Linked DNA regions of Rattus norvegicus: region 2 is linked to region 1. The links are chromatin contacts, called in public Hi-C maps. All regions are on one chromosome and are shown on one strand. Each heading gives the region's core, a stretch centred on a gene start, on an enhancer-like site or on the middle of the called end of the contact. The rest is flanking DNA. Distances are from core to core; before and after follow the strand shown.

Region 1 (3,762 bases), core at 529-3,028:
CTGTTCTCTGCAGCTCCTAGGAATGGGGCTGTTCAAACTGTGGGTTTCTGTCACCCAGCAAACAAAAGAAACATATACCAAAGCCTGTCCCACCCCTACTGCAGACAGAACAAGACTGGAGTTCCTGAGGGTCAAAGTTATTGCAATGAATTCAGTTCGAGATTACTGGAAAAGCCCGGACCGCAGAGGTAAAGCCAACGGAGGCTTTCCTCTGAAGCAGCAGCGCAGTCAGTCCCTCTCTACCACAAAGAACACTGCCAGAGCCCCTCCACATTGGACTCCACAGTGAGGAGCAGTTTGCTGTGCTGTTCAAGCACCTGGCGCTTTGCAAACTCCTGTGATCCCCAGAATCTCCCAAAAGCCAGGGCCTCAAGACACATGCACACAGAGCTCCTTCCCACAGCCACAGGGCAACTGGTGGGAAGCAGGCTTAGAGCCAGGACTGCTTTCCGGGTCCCTGAAACAGAGAGGACACAACTCAAGCTTTTTGGAGAGTAACCACTGGGATCCAACCTATGCCCTCTTCTCTGTACCCGAAGAAGGCAGCCCTGATCGCCTTTAAAATCCCTGGGACATGAACAGGGGCTATCCTGGTGGCCCACTTGTTAGGTCCACTGCCCCCGCAGAGGTTGCTGGCGCGCAGAGGACACAGGTGCCAGAGAACTCAGGGAGGCAAATGCGGAAGGCCAATTAGCCTCTGGCTTTTTTCCTCTCCGGGTCTGTCCATAACGGCTACTGACTTTATCCTCCCACTAAACCATCTAAGTAAGACACGGTGGACAGCGAAAGGCCTTGCAAACGAAAGCTCTTTCCGCTTTAGAAACCCAGGCCCAGAATAAACAATGTGGAAGGAGACACGAGAGAACTCTGGTTTCAACACGCCTCTTCCCGGTCCAGTACAAGCCCTTCCCAGCTCTGCCGGTGAGGGTGAGGCTGAGACTGAGGCTGGCCTGGGATAAATTAACCCCGCCCTCTCCGGACAGCTGCAGCAGGCAGAGGCTGCAAGGGAGACCCCCCTCCCCCTACCAACCCAGAGCCAGCCAGCCAGTGACAGGGCAGGACGCCAGGGTGGGGTGCTCCTGGGCGGGGACCCGCACAGGCTGCCAGGGATCGCAGGGGACAGAGGGGACAGCAGCGCGGGCCCCTCAGAGCGTCACCACCGTCCAAGCAACCAGCCCGTGTTCCAGCCCGCCACTGGCCAGGCCACTGACATTTGGCCCAACTTCCTGTTATCAAGGAGGGAGGAGAAGAAGGGAGGCAGAAAAATATAATAATAAAATAAAGATAAGCAAGGCTCTCTGTTATAGGATGGGAAAGGTACGGGAGCCCAGATCACACGGAGCAAAGTTTGGGGACGTTCCTCTGAACGATGACAGGCGACCCTGCTGCCTAAGGGCGCCTACTCTGCGCTTGTGTGTTAGGTTTTCTGGGGTTAGAATGACAGCTTTGATTGGTGGAGAGCCCACGGCGCGCCCCGCAGGTGGGTCTGAGGTCCCGGACGGAACTGCCGCACCTGACCCTCCCGGGCGTCCAGCAGGGAGCAGAGTCCAGCCCGGAGGGACTGGTATTGTCCCCACCCGCTCCTGCGCACCCCGGAGCCCACTCCCACTCGGTCTTACCGAAGGTCTCGCGGGCCTCCGGGCTTCAGGTCAGCGCCTGCCTTGCTTGGCCCCTGTCTGAGGGCGCAGAGATTCGGAACCCCGCGGGCCGCCTGCCGAGCCCGGAGCTAGCGAGGCGGCCCGGCGCAGGCTGAGCCGGCCGGGTGCCTGTGGTTCTGCGAGCTGCGGAGGACCCGATTGGGGCACGCCCCCACCTAAGGCTCAGCCAATGACAGGGCGTCCGAAGACGAGGCCCCGCCCCAGGCCGAAGACGCACAGCCAATGGTCGTGCAGCGCGGAACCCACCCCAACACCCTCCCAGTTAGACCGGGCTGGGGACGGCTGTCACCACTGCAGCCTCGGACGCACGTGGGCTGAAGCCCTACCCTAGCCGCTCCCACCCTGGCCACAGGTCGAAGACCCAGCCCTGGGCTGCTGCGAGACGAACACCGGGCCTTGGTGTTCTGGTGTCAAGGGAGAGGGAAGGCTGGGCCTCAAGAAGCTTGGCCTAAGCATCTGGAAAGCCAGCCTCACTGTCCACTTTTGGACTGGAAGGAGCATCGAAGGACTTCTAGGACTGCTTGGTCTTCTTGAGCCCTCCCTTCTTGCTTTTCTGCTTGCAGTCTTCCTTGCTTGGGTTCTCTCTTGAACTGACCTTGCTTGTGCTAAAGCTAGAGGAAATGGGGTGGTGACGCAGACCAACCACTTTATCTGGGTCCATCCGTCGCATTTTCTCTTTTTTTTTGGCTGTCGGATGGCTAGCCTCTGTTTCAGATCGCTTTCATGAGTGCCTCTCACAGTTTCAGAGAAAGGTATGAATGAATGGTTCAGGCCTGGAAGTCCTGAGAAATTCATACGGACACCGTGACAGCAGAGACCAGGAAAATAAGATTCAAGTGGGCTGACTCACACCTGGGGCCCAAAGCTCATCATCCAGCTTGGTCCAATGCAGAGTCCATAAATGTTCTTGGAACTGAGCTGCCCGGGGGGGCGGGGAGCAAGCAGGCATGGGTGGCAAAGGCAAACAGTACCGTGACTCCAGGCTGCTAGAATTCCCTGGGGTACCACCCTTTGGAGAGCACGCCCCTTGGCCAGGCAAGTGTGGGCAGCAATTCCTCCACCCCCAAACCTGGGGCCCGTTTTTGGTTTTTGTTTGTTTCTTTCTCTATACTCTTTACTGCTCCGACTTAGCTCTTGGGGTTTCTTCAAGTTTGTCTCTTAGCATCTTTAGAATTCACTCCACTTCTGCGGATGAGTTTTAGCCCCAGCACTCGACCCTACTCAGCCTGCAAAACTCATCACTGACTCTAACAGGGGTAGTACTTGGCTCTGGTGGGACTCCAACCATGACACCACCAATGAACATGTTCCATGAACCATCTCATTTAAACCCAGATCTAGAGATAGATCTTTTCAATATCATCATCCCCTTTCACAGACAGGGGAAACTGAGATCTGTAATGAAGAGTCATTTACCAAGACCATGTGCATATTAATGCGTCTGTATTTAAGCCCAGAACTGATTCCAAGTCAACATATACAACCCTGGTGTGGGGCCTCTATAGCCATTTCTGGGCTTCTGGAGACCCTAGACAGGTAAGTTCTCTCAAAGAACTGCCAAGTGATCTGAGCGTACTGTAGAGCTCACATTTGGCTGCTGTCAGGGAGAGAGGAATGACTGTCCCTGCCTTTTATGTAGTAATGTAATATAGGAAGCTTCACTTCAGCAGACAAGGCTCATAGCTATTTGCCTGAGCCCAGGCTAGGCAGTGTGGACATAGAGACGGAGGAGAGTCATTCATTCAACCTGCTGCTGTCACTCTGTAGCAGGTGACTGATCAGACACGGGTGACTGCATGGGAAGCAAATCCTGCAGTATTTTTTGTTCAGCCTCATGGTCTCACATAGCACAACATTCTGCCTTCAGATCAAAGCAAGCCTGACAGGGTCAGGAGCCCTGCAGGCCAACTGAGTTTAGCAGTGGTAGAAGGTTCTCGAGACGAGATTTTAGTGTGTACTCCAGACTGGTCTCCAAACTCAACAATTATCTTGCCTCATCCTCCCAAATGTGGCGATCCTGTGCATGTACCACAGGTCTGGACTAGGGCAGAAGTTCTGACCGCTCAAAAATAAGAATTTACCAATACTTCCCAGCATCCTTTGC
Region 2 (3,789 bases), core at 215-2,714, 100 kb before region 1:
TGGCATGGGGTTACAGTCAGGCACAGTGGAGAGTGTTTCTACTCCATCTCCAGAATCCCTGTGACACAGGCAGGGTAGGCCTCTTCTCTATCCCAGTGGCTTTTGGCTCAGAGGGGGGTTAATCATGTGCCTAAGGTCAGAGCCAGGCCTGGCTGGGTGATAGCTTTTGTGTGAACTGTCTTGTGGAAACCACCAGACTTCCTATGCTACCTGGGCCTCCCATGAAGACACTGGACAGGTTTACCTGCAAGGAACATTCTTAGGAGTTCCAGGGCTTTGGTGTCAAATTAAACCTGCAATCCAGGTACCATTATATGATTTAATTCATTTCAAATAAACATTAGATCCGACCTGAGGACTAGAGATCAAATGTCCAGTTTGCCAAGGCCAATTCAGATTTGCTGACTCCCCCGCACACTGTAACACTTCATTGACACACTCCCTTTCACAGATATTACCCAGCTGGCCAGATAACATCTCATAGCTCACTCCCTGCTCTGAACAATCAACCAAGGCCTAGGAAACTGGCCTAGACGCATGAGGAGAGCTGTAAGGACTGAGCTGTCACTGTGGCCTTGGATAGGGGTGGAGGCTGAACATAGTAACTTCTTAACATGAATCTTTGATCCCGGATTAGGTCTACTTCCTAAGGATAAATATCTTAACTGTCAGCTTCCAGTGGCTTGGACTTTCTCCCGGGGAGTCTGGAGTCGGACCCACAGAGCATGTATCAGTCTACATGGATTCTCCTACACTCTGACTTCCTCCATGGCATAGCCACATCCCAGCCTTTCAAACACCATCCGTGTAGGAAGAAGTGCTCTAGGTTCGCCGTACACCTAGGCATAATACCCATCCAGGCCTTGGCGTGGCTCGGCCCCAGAAGGGTTGTTTTAGGCTTGGCTATTCTGAAATAGCAGTCTCAGCACTGAGTCTACTAGGCATCACTCAAGTGTAGTAAACACCCTCACACGGACACGAACTCGCACACACATGCAGACACACACACACACACACACACACACACACACACACACACACACGCATGTGCACGCACACAACTGCCATGTTCACCAACTCCATTAAAAAAACAACCATAGTTTAGTCATGGAAATTTGTTTAAAAATTTGACCAGGGCACCATCAAACAACAGATCAGAGGGCCCCGCCTCCCTTCAACATTTCCTTCAGCTTCTCATAAATCACTATTTTGTGAATGGAAATAATCTCAGTCTAAATGCTTGGGCAAACACCAAGAGAAACAGATGACCTTATTTTCAACAATATTGGGTTTTAGAGACTCAGGCTGTTTGGGCTCCCGGCTCCACCGACTGTGAATGCCACTTAGGCCCAGAGACTGGAGCTGTGAAAGTACAGAATGTCCCATCAACAAGAATGCTCGGTGCATAATCTTAGAGTTCTCTTTGTATTTTTGTTTCCACTTTCAATGAGGACTTGGCTTTTCTCACAAAGAGCAATGCATGCGACTCTCTCTTTTATACTTCTCAGCCTAGGGTGGGTCTATTCACACAACGGGAGCCTGGCTAGACCCCATCCAGACATGTGACCTATGGGCTCACACAATGCACTCCACGGTGGCGGGCCCAGTCAGCAGCTCCTAAAAAGATCCCAGATCTTCTGGGAGAATAAATGGAGTACAAGGGGGCAACCTCTGCTTCTTCGATGCCGTCACGAGGACTCTGGGAAATAAAATGCTGCCTGCAAGGGAAGGTTAGCAGTGTGTACGTCCAAACAATGCTTACTTTCTCCGTTGGAAAAATGCTACTGAGATGTAGGCAGAGACAAAAGAAAAATTAAAATGTAGAGATCTATTTATGTTTCTCACCAGAAGCCAAGGCCTCTAACCCAGAGCCCTTTTCTTCAGTGCTGTAGCAACTGGTATGTTGCCATGCTCCACTAAATAACCCCCACCCATGCTCCTGCAAACGAGCCTGATTAAACTCAGTGGGATATGAACATGAACACAAATGTGAACACAGACACACACATGACAGTCGGAGGGGACTGGTTGGGAAGAGGAGGGGCTTCTGTGGGAATGGGGGTGGATGCGATAAAAATAAATTACATACATATATGAAATTACCAAAGAACAAATAAAATTACCTTTTACCAAAAGCCTCTAATCACTATGGACTTTATTATGCTTGACAAAGAACCAGAAGCATAAGGAAAAGGCAAATATTTCTCATGGCCAGGCGGAGAGAACATGAGAATAAACAAATGACTTACTTTCTCTTCCTATTAATTTTCCAGCTCTTTCACCCTAGGAACCCTTTCTTATCATAATTTTTCAAGGGTTTGAAAAAGCTGATGTGCCAAAAGCCATTTATTAAACCAAATGACTTCCCTCTTTAAAAAATAACCTGTGGCATGTATCTGTTAGTCAGGTTATTAATGTGACTAGCAGAGGACAGCCATGTCCCCACACATCCTGAGTTGTTTGACTCAACTCAAACAACCTTTATATTTAGTTAGCTGGTCTAGCCTAACCCTGGCTCACAGAAAGGAGGATTGGTCATTGTAGGTAATGGCCTCGCTGAGTTGAGTGTCAGCTATGATATTTAAAATGAGGACCAGTGACACTAGTAAGAAAGCATATTCTTCAAGGAATCATGGACTCACAGGTGCTGCTCCATGTCTAGAGGCCATCAGAAAGTCACCTACCTAATTTGGCCTTTGTTTCCTCACCTATAAGAAAGAGTCTTACACTGTCTACTCAGAAGCTATCAGGAAGGTTGGTGAAATCACAGGATGTAAAATGCTTCTTAAAGTAGAAATTTGCTGCACAAGTGTTAGTACTATTAGCAACAAAAATTTAAATATCTGAGTTCTAGTTCTTACTTTTTTTTTTGGTTCTTTTTTTCGGAGCTGGGGACCAAACCCAGGGCCTTGCGCTTCCTAGGCAAGCGCTCAACCACTGAGCTAAATCCCCAACCCTCTAGTTCTTACTTTGATAGTACCTATATAACTTTCTAAAATTTAATATCTCCAAATCCAAGTTTCGCTACTCATTACATTATAAGCACACCATGTTCCCAATCTTCCTCCAAAAATATGTAGATGGGTGGATTGGTAGTACATGGGTCGGTGCATTATGGGTGGATAAATGGATGGGTTTGTGTATGCATAGATGAATGGATACATGGTTGGGAGGTTGGGTACATAGATGGTTGGTTGGGTGGATTGGTTGATGGATAGGTGGGTGGGTGAATGGACTGATGGATAGATGTTTAGGTGGATGGATGGATGGATGCATGCATGCATGCCTGAATGAGTAGGTGGAGAAGTGGGTGGGTGAGTGGATGGATAGGAGAAAGGACGGGTGAATAGAGTGATAAATATGCAGGTAGACAGATGGATGGGCGGGTAGATGGATGGGTAGATGGATAAGTGGATGGGTGAATGGATTGATGGACAGATGAGTAGGTAGATAGATGGGTGGTGAGCAGACTAGATAGATAGAAGAAGCACCTTTTAAAGCTCTCTTGGCCCTCTGAAAAAGATCTGTGCAGAAAGAACAAGGTGTTAGAGCAGCAGCATCTGGACCACTCTGACCACACACAGAAGAGTCATGCTATATGAAATTCACCCCTACCAGGGCCAAGTGCTGGCAGATCAGGACCTAGCAAACATGGAAAATCTCTGGGCTAGCTAGCTGGTCTTTGGAATGGGCATTCTAGAGCATGTGATGATTTTGTTAGGTCTCACAAGAAATGAGCTCAAGATGAAAGAAACTAGAGGTATCCTCATGTGCAAACAATTTAACAAG

Evidence for each region. A called contact is a pair of places that touch in the nucleus more often than the background predicts.
Region 2: a contact with region 1 is called in a Hi-C map of Schwann cells, with 7 times the contacts expected there. The contact joins the enhancer-like site here to the promoter of Mical2 in region 1. A contact is called at or near these places in 3 of 12 Hi-C or Micro-C datasets (Schwann cells, prefrontal cortex and psoas muscle).

The regions. Positions count from the first base shown.
Region 1 is chr1:175,778,462-175,782,223 of GRCr8, reverse strand. Mical2 (microtubule associated monooxygenase, calponin and LIM domain containing 2) reads right to left here and starts at 1,778. Exons shown (of 31, transcript NM_001395865.1): 1 at 1,620-1,778.
Region 2 is chr1:175,879,371-175,883,159 of GRCr8, reverse strand. The region is part of intron 15 of Mical2 (microtubule associated monooxygenase, calponin and LIM domain containing 2); the gene reads right to left. Among named protein-coding and RNA genes, the nearest start is that of Parva, 100 kb to the left of the region's middle. Within about 2 kb of position 1,464, at least 36 of the 93 cell types and tissues checked have an H3K27ac peak or open chromatin away from gene starts, as enhancers often do. A contact at or near this core is called in Schwann cells, where this site is marked.